2 separate regions of the Mus musculus genome follow, and region 2 is linked to region 1. The links are chromatin contacts, called in public HiChIP or PLAC-seq maps. All regions are on one chromosome and are shown on one strand. Each heading gives the region's core, a stretch centred on a gene start, on an enhancer-like site or on the middle of the called end of the contact. The rest is flanking DNA. Distances are from core to core; before and after follow the strand shown.

Evidence for each region. HiChIP or PLAC-seq counts read pairs in DNA pulled down with a chosen protein or histone mark.
Region 2: a contact with region 1 is called in an HNF4G HiChIP or PLAC-seq map of pancreatic cancer cells. The contact joins two enhancer-like sites. A contact is called at or near these places in 1 of 39 promoter capture datasets (liver) and 1 of 115 datasets of contacts at active chromatin or transcription factors (pancreatic cancer cells).

What each region holds. Positions count from the first base shown.
Region 1 is chr7:98,320,032-98,326,489 of GRCm38.p6, reverse strand. It overlaps a transcript of Acer3 not described here. Among named protein-coding and RNA genes, the nearest start is that of Acer3, 14 kb to the right of the region's middle. Within about 2 kb of position 1,984, at least 9 of the 459 cell types and tissues checked have an H3K27ac peak or open chromatin away from gene starts, as enhancers often do. A contact at or near this core is called in pancreatic cancer cells, where this site is marked.
Region 2 is chr7:99,083,657-99,090,201 of GRCm38.p6, reverse strand. It overlaps Uvrag (UV radiation resistance associated gene), which reads left to right. Exons shown (of 15, transcript NM_178635.3): 5 at 2,027-2,101. Among named protein-coding and RNA genes, the nearest start is that of Uvrag, 54 kb to the left of the region's middle. Within about 2 kb of position 4,766, at least 91 of the 459 cell types and tissues checked have an H3K27ac peak or open chromatin away from gene starts, as enhancers often do. A contact at or near this core is called in pancreatic cancer cells, where this site is marked.

The sequences.
Region 1 (6,458 bases), core at 735-3,234:
CAGGAAGTGATGGTGGTTTTTAGGGCACAAGGATGGCACCCCCACGAATGGGAGAGGTGCCCAGTGAAGGTGCCCTAGAGAAACTCCTCACCTCTCTTTCTTCCATGAGGATACAATGGTTCTACAGTAGCTTGCCAGCAGGGGAAGAAGGCCTCACCAGAACACAGCCGTGATGGCACCCTGACCTCAACTTTCCGGGCTCCAGAAGGGCGCTAACCAGCCTACTGGGTGTGTTACTTCCAGCCACTGAGTTTGGGATTTTTGTATAGCAGCCAGAATCAGGACAATGGCCTTGGAGTAGATTTTACCATGTGCTCACAAAACCACACTGGAGATCAGTTCTGTGACGGTTCCACAGAGTAAACGATGAAGACAAAAGACATCCTCAGGAGATCTCGGTGTGGGGATGGAAGTGTCTGAGTGATACAGAGGCCCTCTAGAAGACTCAAGATCTCCCGAGGGCCAGCTGTACCCAGGCACTTTCTAAACAACGTCTAATTCAATGTCCCCTTCATGGAGATGTCACACTACCTTTAAGTTCTAGTTGTGAAGCAAGGACTCCAGAATCGAGGAGGCCTGGTGGGGCCAGCAGGTAGCAGAGCTGCCACTAGAATCCATGTCTACTCGGCTCAGAGGCCAAGGCGACTCCCACCAAACTCCAGCACTGTCTAACTTCAGGATTAAAAACAAAGATTAATATATTATGTATGAAAATGTCCTAAAGGTACACTATTTTATGTGCTCACTAAAACATTAATTAAAAAGAAAATCCAGATAAAAATAATAAGGGGCTAGACTGTAGCTCAGTTGGCGGAGTGCCTGCTTAGTTAGCACTAATGAAGCCCTGGGTTCAATCCCCAGCGTGGCATAACCTGGGAGTGGTGGTGCATGCAAAGGGAGATGGAGGCAAAGGATCGGAGGTTCAAGACCATTACCAGCTACATAGCAAGAAGGCAGCATGGGCTATATGGGATTCTATCTCAAAAAAAAAATAAAAATGAATATTAAAAATTTTAAAATAATTAATTTGGGAAAAATCTATGACCATTTCCTTCCTGTCTCGGAACTTGGTTTTTTATTAGTGTGTGTGTGTGTGTGTGTGTACATATGTATGCATGCAGATACCACAGAGTACATGTGGAAATCAGAGGATAACCCGTAGAAGTCAGTTTAGAGATTTAGCGTGCAGACCTCTGGTATGGAACTCAGGTTGTCAGATACAGTGACCCTATTAGGTCTCTAGTCGGACTTCTTTAGCCAGGATCTTTATCCTCTGGGCCAACTTCCCAGCTCATGACTGATTCTTTGAAGGGCAAAGAGGAGACCAGTGCATGGCTCAGGAAGATTGACTTTGGAAGGAGTAGCAGAAGGCATTGTGGAGGGAGGTGGCATCATACAGGGCCTTGGCACAGTTTAGGAGGCAAAAGGAAGTCCTTAGAGAAATGAAAGCAGGGGCAGGGACTCAGCCTTCACAGGAACACTTGGGTCCAAGCACATCATGTTGGCCTAGCTGAAGAGACTTGTCCAGAGATCTCACTGTCAGTCATTCGTGAAGCCAAGAGGTAGGTCCATAACCCTAGTCTCCCATCCCTCCAAGGGGTAAGAACAGAGCTCACAGTCAAAGTCATAACACCTATGCTCTGACCAGAGCTCCATCGTGTCTCCTAAGAAGTTACTTTTCCCTTGGCCAGCTCTTGTGCTTAACATACATACCTGTGGCTCAGTGTCTATCCAGGAGGTAGTCATAATGCTAAAACTGAATTCAAGTTAGGTTGCTTTCTACTGCTATAATAAACACCATAACCACAATCATGTTGGAGAGGAAAGGGTTTAATTCTCCTCACAGCTACAGTCATTCAGGAAGGGTAGCCAGGCCGAGAACCTGGAGGGTAGGAACTGAAGCAGAGACCATGGAGGAACACTACTCACTGGCTTGCTCTCTCTGACTTGCTCAGTTTGCTTTTTCATACACCTCCCCCACTTTTAATAACTGACCAGGGATGGCATTGCTCAAGTGGGCTGGGCCCTTCCAAATCTTAGCAATCAAGAAAATGCCCCAAGGGCTGGCCCCATGCCAATCTGATGGGGGTATTTTCTCAGTTGAGGTTTCCTCTCTTAGATAAATCCAGCTTGTGACAAGCTGACAAAATAAAACTAGCCAACACAGTTTCCCACACCCACATCAGATGGCTCACAGTCACCTGGAACTTAATCTCTGTGGGATTTGATGGCTCTTCTGGTCTTCAAGGGCACTTGTTCTGGCATGTGCATTATACCATTCCACACACGTATACACATAATTATAGTATTTTTAATTATTTCCCCTTTGTGTGCCTTGGTTCCTCATTATAATGAAGATAATAAGGTATTTAGGTGATAGATTTATTGTAGATACTAAGATATTGTACATAAAATATGGCTACAGCACCTGAAACAGTTCCCAGTATTTGTGAGATATTACCCAATCATGTCATTACTGACAATTACATATGTAATAAGGAAAGCAAATAAGAGAAAGATTTGGATGCCTTCCATGAAGACACCTGGCATAGAAGATAAGTGGCCAGTATAACTTTGGCCCCTGGAAGTGAAGATAATACTTTGGAATTTGACTGCAGCACTGTTAATGAAGGGGACCACCCATGGGATGTCGGTTTGGCATGGCTCCCAGGACCTATTCAAAGGCAAATGATGCTGTTTCCTTTCTTCCTTCTCCCCAGTGGCCTACGAGCTTGCCAGCACAGCATCCTTAACTGTGCCCCCATCTGCCCACACCTTTGACTCCAGCAGAGCCTGGTTAACAAATAACAAGCATGTGTGTGTAGTCAAAGCCACCATTGCTGCATTCCACATCCCCTTGACTGTGTTCTTTTTGCCAGAAACCTTGCCGAGCACACAATCATCTGTCACAGCAGAAATGTCCCTTGCCATCTGCTGATGTCCTCTGGCTGTATCAAATATCATAGGAGACCCTCCACAACCCAGACCATACCCCTACCTTGCTCAGATGCCTCTATGCACCTCTAGGGTTGACCCTCCTCCCACCCCTGCTCCCCAGGAGAGTGTTTGAGGCTCACCACCCCCACCCCTGACTGCCTTGGCCATGTCTTCTCTCGGCCTCTTCTGAGCCTCTGCTCCACACCCCAAACCGCAATTTCTTGGACTTTGGCATCTCTGCACCTTTACCCTGTGTTTCCCTACTATGGTGGTCTCCCCAGAGCATCTCACACCCAAAGATGCCAAGATTCTTTTCTCACGTTATCACAGCCTGATTCTGTAGCACTTCTCATACACGGGCCGCCCCAGGTCTTGCGCTGTGTCTATCTTCCTTTGTGAATCAAACGGTGTATTAGTCAGGGTTCTCTAGAGTCACAGAATTTATGGGTAGTCTCTATATAGTAAAGGAATTTATTGATGACTTATAGTCTGCAGCCCAATTCCCAACAATCGTTTAGTAGTAGCTGTGAATGGAAGTCCAAGGATCTAGCAGTTACTCAGTCCCACACAGCAAGCAGGTGAAGGAGTGAGAGACTCTCTCTTCCAATGTCCTTATACAGTCTCCAGCAGAAGGTATAGCCCAGATTAAAGGTGTGTTCCACCACACCTTTAATCCCAGATGACCTTGAACTCGGAGATTTAATCTTCTTGAATCCATAGCCACTATGCCTCAAGATCTCCATAGCAAGATCCAGATCAGAAACTTCTATCTCCCAGCCTCCAGATAAGGGTCACTGGTGAGCCTTCCAATTCTGGTTGTAGTTCATTCCAAATATAGTCAAGTTGACAACCAGGAATAGCCACTACAAACGGGCACTCAAAGACTACATGATCTGGGGCTGCTCTCACTTCCCCATGCCTCCTGCATCTCTCTTCCTCCTTTCTCTCTCACACTTCTGCATGGTTTCCCGAACACTCCCAAATGTAACCCAAATCCAGTAGACGAGGCCCCAGTCTTCTGTAACACCTGTTCTTGTTTGTAAAGATGTCCTGAAAGAGCTTTTTGCCTCCCAGTCTGCTGCTGCTGAGGGAGATCAACCAACCCTGCATCATTTTGTATGCAGGTTGTTGTCAGCAGCCTTCCACCAGCTTCCTTTCTGTCTCAGATCCACCCAAGCGCCTGGTACAAGCACCCCATTGCCACACCCAAAGTTTCTGTCACACTCCTCTTGGGTCTGGTTTTGCCTTTCCACTCTTAGCTACTCCCTCGTGTCTCCTGAGCTATTTCTTTTTCTTTTATATCAGACTGAATTTTGTTTATTTTTATTATATATATTTATATATGTATACACACACACACACATATATTTTGCTTATTCACTTTATATCCCAGTCATCCCTCCCACAATCCTTCCTCCACCCTTCCTCCCCTTATCCTTTAAGCCAGTGAGGGTCCTCCTGGGTACCCCCTATCACTACCCTGGCACTTCAAGTCTCTGCAAGACTAGGCCCTTCTTCTCCCACTGGGGCCAGACAAGGCAGCCCAGCTAGAAGAACTTATTCTACAAACAGGAAACAACTTTTGGGACAGCCCAGTCCTGAGCTATTTCTAATGCCAAACAGCCCCATGCAGTTTTCTTCTGGAGAAGTGAGTTAGGGTCTCCTTCTGTAAACACTGGCTGACTCTGACATCAAATTTGTAGCCTCCTGAGCTGGAACTACAGATGAGTGCCACCCAACCTAGTTGCCCTGTTTTGTTTCTGACCTTTGAAGCTTGGTGACTATTTTTTCCCTTTTCTCTCCTTTCCAAATGCTATTATTATATAGTTACCTCTAGGCAGGAGGTGGCTGAGTTCAGGGACATTGACATTCAGTGTGGTCTCACAAATATAACTGATCTCTGGGTTTCTGGGGGACAGCGCCCTTTGGTTAGTTGCTGCCTATTTGCTAGCCTGACGTCGGGGTTCCTGGTCCTCCTGTGTGCTCACATGAAGTCATTCTTCTCCATGAGGAAAGTCGGTCACCATTGTTCGGAGACACCTCCTTGAATATGTCACCACAGCACTAACTCCCAAGGAGTAGGCCTCCCAGTTCATTATTGCTGTTGAGAATCTGTATATTTTTATTTTTCTGGATAGGATGGCTTCTTTTTGTCTTTGGAACAGGATTTCTGTCACTCTGTCCCACTTTGCTCTTAGTTCTGAACTGTTGTAGGGAGCGGGGCCCTCTGCATGGAGGACGGCTGGGAGGGGTTAGTACTAGCAGAGGTTAGCTTCCTCTGTGAGTCAGGCTGTCTCAAGACCCAAGAGGAGTGGCAGATGAGACAAAGCTAAAGGACAGAGGAAGTTAGCAGGGAACAGAGAACAGTGAAGTCATAGGAGCAGAGAGATGGGAGAGCAGAAAATATTCTATATCATATTCTTCTAAGGTAAGTATATTAAATATATTCTTTTCTTTTCTCTCTCTCTCATTCTCCCTTCCTTCCTTCCTTCCTTCCTTCCTTCCTTCCTTCCTTCCTTCCTTCCTTCCTTCCTTCCTTTTTGAGACAGGGTCTCCTTACCATATAGCATAAGCTGGTCTTGAACTCAAAATCCTGCTTCAGCCAGCCAGGAGTTGGATTACAGGTATGGGCCACCAGACTAGCTTTTCCTTCTTTTCTTCCCTTTTAAAAATTGAGACAGAGTTATGTTATGTATCCCTGCCTGGCTTGGAACTTACTGTGTAGCCCTGGCAGGCTTAGCAGTCACAGAGATCCACATGATGCTACCTCCTGAGTGCTGGGATAAAAGATGTGTGCCACCATACCTGGCTTCTAGGATTTTTAAAAAAAATATATTTTTGTATATATTTCAATGAAGAATGCTTCTTCTAAACATAGTCATGAAGAAAGTGTTCATAAATGCATTCTGGAATATCTGTATCCTTCCCTACATATTCCTCTAATGTTCCCTTCTCATCTTATCTGTTCCTCCCCCTTTTCTGTCAGTGTCCTTCCTCTGTCCCTCAGTCTCCCTTTACTTCCAAGTCAAATGGAGGTTCTACCACCTGATGTCCCCAATGACAAGAATCCTTTGAAGTGTGACCCAGCGCCAAAGCATCATTTTCTCAGGTACACAGACTCACTTGCACAGTTCAAGGACAGCGAATAGACTCTATTTGTCAGTGGACGTCTGTGGCAGTATGCCAGTGTCACACTGGGACTGTCATGAGTTAATGCAGCCATCTTTGGAAAACACCATCTGCCTTGAGTGGTTGATTTTGTTTGTGGGATTGGGGTCTCACCACTGCTAGCGTAGCTCCGCAGAACTACCTCCATAGCCCCTTGAGCAAGTTTTTGCTTTTGCTTTTTGTGGTTCAGGCTAGGCTTGAACTTTCGACCTTGCTCCAGCCTCCCACATCAACACAGCCTCAACAGACAAGTCCTAACCCCACAATCCGTTGACTTCCCCATAGTATCCTACTAGACTCTCCCTTCTAGTCCCATCCCCCATCTACCATCCCCCCTCCCCCATCCTCTGATC
Region 2 (6,545 bases), core at 3,517-6,016, 760 kb before region 1:
AGTTGCCCAGTGCCTGTCCATCAGTGTATTTTTTTATTAGTCAAAAACAGATAGATTGCTCTGAGATTTATAATCCCTGATCTCCAATACATCAGTAGACAATGTGGTTGTTTTTTGGTTTCACTTCTCCAGACAGTTTCCCATGCAGCTATGTCCTTCTGTCTTTTGGACACTCTTCAGAGCAGGGCTTCTCCACCTCACAGAGGTGGGAACTAACTAAAGTGCATGCTGCTGCAGGCAATTGGCTGCAGGGTTGGGAGTGTGTGCCATTACAAGCGATTGGCTGCAGGGTTGGAAGCATGCTGGGCACCTGGCTGCAAAAACTAGCTGCCTTTGATGTTGCCGCAGACCTGGGCCGCTGCCTTTTTAGCTCATATCTAATTTTCCAGTGAACTAATTCAGTGGCCAGCTTTGCATATCATACACTTTGGAAAACTGCTTCACGTAGATGTATTTCTCTCCATGCTTTCTCTCCCCTTTAGTGACAGTCATATTTTTCTTTCAGTTTAAAAAGTAATAGTTGTTTTTGGGCCAGTGAGATCACTTCCCGGCTACAGTTGCTAACATTTTGATGAGCATAATTTTAGTCTTCTCTCTTCAGGTACATATATTTCTAAGGTTTCAGACCCATCTAATCTTGAAATGGATTTTTGAAACATTTTGCCTCAGAAGCAGAAAACTTCTTGTGAGCCGGGTGTGGTGACGCACGCCTTTGATCCCAGCACTTGGGAGGCAGAGGCAGGCGGATTTCTGAGTTCGAGGCCAGCCTGGTCTACAAAGTGAGTTCCAGGACAGCCAGGGCTACACAGAGAAACCCTGTCTTGAAAAACAAACAAACAAACAAACAAACAAACAAACAGAAAAAAAGAAAACTTCTTGCTTGACTTATGGTGGCCATTACACATTAGTGATTACAGAGCCATCTTTTCTGTTGCTGTGTTTGGTTCAGTAAGCAACCAGGTAAACGGGAAGTGTGTGGTTCATGGAAGGAGGGCAGTAGAGGCCGGTGCTCACAGGGGCTATCTGCTGATGGGTGGCACTGGCTGTTCCGGATCTTGCTGAGGCGTTCCTCACGGGAAGCCCGTGTTTTTACCCTTTTGTAACTCTTCACTTGAATTCCTCATTTCAAAAGCAGAGCCTTTTTTTTTTTTTAACCACAATTCTTTCTGATGAAATGGGTGTTCATTTCATAGTTGAGTATTATTTTAGATCTCAGTTCTTCTTCCCTCCTCTCCCCATGTGTTTTTTGAGACAGGGTCTTAACTATGAAGCATGGGCTGGTCTAAACTTACGGTCTTCCTGCCTTTTCTCCCCTCCCACCAAGTAAGGGTTACAGGTCTGTGCCACTGTGTCTCACTACTTCTTTATTTTTTTTAAAAAAGAGATTTATTTTTATTTTATGTGTATGGGTGTTTTGACTGTTGTGTGTCTGTACACTGTGTGTGTATTGTGCTCCTGGAGGGCAGAAGGAGGTTGGGTTCTCCGGGATGATAGCTATAGCCAGTCACCTTACATGGGTCATGCCAATGGAATCCTGGTGCTCTGGAAGAGCAGCCAGTGCTCTTAAGCCCAGAGCCGTCTCCAGTCCCTGTTTTTTAATCCTTCCAAGTTGTATTTTTCCGGTCTTGCAGGTGAAGTTGGGTCAGCACAGGGCAGTTGATCCCAAAAAGACCAGAAAGTAGAAGCTAATCTGATGTCATAATTTTAAAGCATTTGTAGAGTTTTTTTATTTTTAATTTTTTTAGTGGTTTGCTGCTGTCCTTCAGGCATAACTGTTCCATCACAAGTTAACAATGTTGGTGACAATCACTAATGGCTCCAATAGCCTCACGTGGTGTTTGTGAGGCTTTTGACTAAAGCTGGATGGACTGTCCTCTCTGTCACTCACTGGCCTTTGAGACCTGATTTCTTTGCTGCCCCTTTTGTTTAGGTGGAGCCGGCCTGTTCGTTGGCATGGAAATTTCAGCTGTTATGCTCTGACATCTGGAATAAGATCAACTAATAGTATGTTTTCCTCCTTCCTTAGATCCATGCCCGCAACCAGAATGAAATCATTTTTGGGCTGAATGATGGCTACTACGGTGCTCCCTGTGAACACAAGGTAAGAGGGGTCTCCGAGTGCTCTGAGTTTTGGTTAGTACAGGGCCTGTGCACCCGGGAAGCTGGACTCCCGAGAAGAGCTGAGCAGTCAGAATCGTGTTGTAAGTGTCCCTTTGAGTCTGCTCTTCGGGGTGGTGTGGAGGAATGCCTTCCGCAGTGAGAACGAGTTTCGCAGGACACACAAGCACGCTGAGAAGTCGGTACTAAATCCTGATCATGTTTTCTCAAAGGGAAACCTGAGCTAGCTGGTTTCTGCATAATTCCTGGGGGATTAAGAGAGTGGTGAGCTGGGCATGGTGGCATAGGCTTGCAGTCCTAGCCACTTAGAAGGCTGTGTGTAGCAGGAGGACTAAAGGTCAGATACTGCCCAGGTTCAGAGTGAGTTCAAGGCCAGCCTAGGAAGCTGAGTTAGGCCCTGTCTCAGAATGAAAAGAGGCTGGGTGTGTTGCTCAGCAGTGGGGCTTTACCACCGTGCTGGAAGCCCAGGTTCAATCTTCAGTCCTGCCCTCCCCCCAAAATAGGCAAGGTGACTTTTGTCTAAATGGAAGAGTTTAATGGAAATGTTCAGTTGTGTTTATCATTCTCAGTAAGCCTAAGAAACCCAAATTGTGCTGGACATAGTCGCATATGCTATTAATCCCAGCAAGTGGGAAGCAGAGGCAGGTGTATCCTTGTGAGTTTGAGGCTAGCCTGGTCTACATAGAGAGTTCCAGATCAGCCTGATGTATACAGTGAGATCCAGCCTCAAAAGAGAGAAAGAAAGGAACTGAAACTGAAGCTGTTTCGTAGCCATTGCTGTCTCTGCATCTAAAGGTGATGAGAGGAAGGCGAGGCAGAGCCCCGTTTGTTCTTAGCCGGGAGCTTCTGTGAGCAGCATCCTTGTGGCGGGGACTCAGCATCTGCCTCCTGTTTACACTCACCACAAACCACTGTGGTGGTGGCTTTGTTCTCCATCTCACAGTACAGGCAGGAACTGACTGGGAGGATGCACTCCATAGGGTCTAGAGAGCGGCTGAGCTGAGATGTTAGTTATGTGCCCAAGGCTGCTTCCCCCACTCTGACAACTTTTACCAAAAACCAAACCAACCAACCAACCAAACCAAAACAGTCCTCCCCCAGCCTTTTGTAAACTCTTCACATTGCTTTTGCTCAGAAATTGTTGCTCATAATCTCTGCTGTGAGGATGTCACACTCGGATGCCCTGTCTGTCATTCCTGAGTGCCTGCCCAGGGTTGGCTCCTGTGTTCAGTGCTGAGCACAGTGGTGAAGGAGGGCTGGGGGCAGACACACCCCTCCCTTCCAGCTGTTTGGCTAAGACAGGAGGATGGCCTGTCCTGGTCCCCAGAGGAGGGATTTGGTTGCTAACGTTGTAATCCAGGTTCTGAATAGAAGACAGTATGTGAAAGGTGTGGGCGCTGAATGGAGAGAGCTTTCCAGGGGAGGAGGCTGAGCTTGAAAGGCCACAGAGTAGAAAGGGCACAAGGTGAGTCTGAGGGACAGAAGGGAGGTGAGAGTAGCCCCAGGCCAGCCCATGGGGAGTTTCGAGATTTTATCCACAGGACAGAGGCGTGTGCTCTAACCAGATTTATGTAATAGTTTAGCTCTGGCTTATTTTAAAGAGCAAGAGTGACTGTGGAGAGACAGTGAGAAGGACCTTGCAGTGCCATGGACAAGAGATGACAGTTTGGCATGGACCATAGCAGGGTAGGGAAGACAGATGACATCCAGGCCCAGGCACGTGCTAGGCAAGCTCTTTACCACTGAGCCACACACCCAGCTAGGAAGGCGACAGAGTTGGGGTTTTAGGAGAGAAAATCACTAGGATTTGTTGTGGTTTGCATTTGAGATAAAAGGAAAAAAGAGATGTCAAGGGTGATTTTGGATTTCTGGTTTAAAGTAACTGGATAGATGAAAGATGATAGCCACAGGAAGCTTAGCGACAAGGCGGGGTGGGCAGGGAGGAAGAGCACAGATCCTGAGGTAAGATGGCCACAGGCATGTGCAGTGTCTTTAAACCCCTGTGTTGACGACAAGTAGCCATCTGAATTCCTGAACCTGGAGAGAAATGAACTATAAACATGGGGCGATGACAAAGCCTCTGAAGTCATGTGAGACACAGGCTGGCAACATGCTGTTCAGTAGAGAAGGACTGAGTAGCCCAGGCTGGAGAAGAAGCAGGCAGTGGTGTGACCAAGAAGCAGTAGAGCACGTGCTGCTGGGTCTGGGGCCCAGCGTCTCTGCTTTCTTCTCTCCCATCTCGGTAAACTGTGGGCTTGGCTGGTCCTGTTGCTTTGTTTTTTAAGGAGATGCAGTGGTCAAGTAAACCAAGAACAGAAAAATTGCGTTGTGTACTTTAGCAAGTGGATTTATGCTAGGTGGTGTCTTTAGAACATCCAACTCCGGAAGTCTTCCCTTTGTGTCCCAGCTTCATCTTCTGAGTTCCTGGAGTCCTTGAACATCTTCCAGATCTCCTCTGCCAGATGCACTGCTCTGTCCAGTGGCCTGCCCTTCTTCCCTCTGTAGGCTTTGTGGGGTCAGACTGACATGAGCAATGCTGACCTTCCCTCACCCACCCTCCCCAAACTCCCTGCCACAATGCTTGGGACATGGTATTTACTTAGTAAAAACATTTGGGATTAAGTCAGAGACTTGTGAGGCTGCCATTGCTGGGCTGTTTGCCATTGCCAAGGCTGGCTGTCCTGGTGTGGGAGGGAGGGTGACTCACTCTGCAGCCGGTCCCTGACTCTACATCTGGTAGAGTCTTGCAGTCAGAGGCAATGGTAGCATTCAGAGCCAATGTCTGCCCGCCATTGTAGTTAAAACCCCAAGAACCCCACGGCTAGAGACTCACAGTTGGTGACCGTTGGTGTAAGCACCAGTACCCGGCTTCTCTGTCTACTTGTGAACAAGTAGAAAGTTTTGAACAAGTTTTGAACAAGTTCAGACAAGATGGGTGACAGGAAAATGGAGTTCAGAAGGTGGCTTGAGAACAGATAAAACTGACTGGCAAACATTGTTTAACTTTGACTAAAAGCTCGCCATGACTAAAAAGGCTTGTGTGCATTTCCTCTTGACCTGATCCTCTTCCCTCCAAAATAACAGAGCAAATGGAAATGAAGTCGTCCCATTATAGACAAAGCCTAGTCCTCCAAGCCAAGCAGTGTTGTGTGTTGGCATAGACAGTTCCTCATGATGTAGCATCTGGGAGGAGCTGAGCCACGCATGCCCAGCCTTCAGAGCTCATGGATAAGCCACCTAGAGCTGCTGAGGAGGAGAAAGCTACAGCCCAGAGGGATTTGAGAGGGTCTTTCAAGATGGGGTCTGGGAATTTTTTTTTCCTTTGTGGAAGCTTGGGAACGTGGAATGAATAGTTAACCCTAACAGTAGTAGCAATAACTAATATTTAGTGAGCGCTTAATAACTAATATTTAGTGAGTACCTAATTTACTACCAGGTAGCAAACACTTTCCATCTTTACTGTGTTTTAACTCCACAGTTGTTTGTCTATAGAAAAGAAACTGGTACAGAGAGATTTAGTAATTTTCCTAAGATTGCACAGCAGACAAATAGCCAGAGCCGGGATTCAGACCCAGATGGTTAGGAAATGTTTATCAAGTATGTGCTTGTTATGTGTGCTACATTTTATTCCGTAGTCCTCCAGTTAATTAGCTTTGTCAGTTTAGAATTCTTTAGCAACTTTCAACAGAACTCTTGCAATATCAGCTGACACTTAAAAGCATTATCTGAAAAGACTTATCTGTATTACTTGTGCTCTTGTGTCTGTGTGTATGGTTACAGGTGCCTACAGAGGCTGTGTGTGTGTGTGTGTGTGTGTGTATGTACATGTACAGGTCCCTACAGAGAATATGTATGTATGTGCCAATGCAGGAGCCTGCAGAGAGTGGCTGTGCCATGGCTCCCTGGAGCCAGAGTTGCAGGTGGTGTGAGCTGCATGCTGGAGGTGCTGGACACTGAACTCTGGTCTTCAGCAAGAGCAGTGCCGAGTGATTGCTTTTAACCACCGGTACATTTCCTCAGCAACAAAAAGCGTGGTTCTTTGTGACTATTGGTGAATATATTAAGACTGTCTCTGGGGGCTGGTGAGGTGGCTCAGCGGTTAAGAGCACTGACTGCTAAAGGTCCCGAGTTCAAATCCCAGCAACCACATGGTGACTCACAACTATCCATAATGAGATCTGATACCCTCTTCTGGTGTGTCTGAAGACAGCTACAGTGTCCTTACATATAATAAATCTTAAAAAAAAAAAAGAAAAGACTGTCTCTGGGTTGGAGAGATGGCTCAGCAGTTTAGAGTATTGGCTGCTCTTCCAGAGGTCCTGAGTTTAATTCCAGCAATCACATGTTGGCTTACTGCCATCTATAATGGTATCTGATGCCCTCTTCTGTCATGCAGGCATACATGCAAATAGAGCACTCATATACAG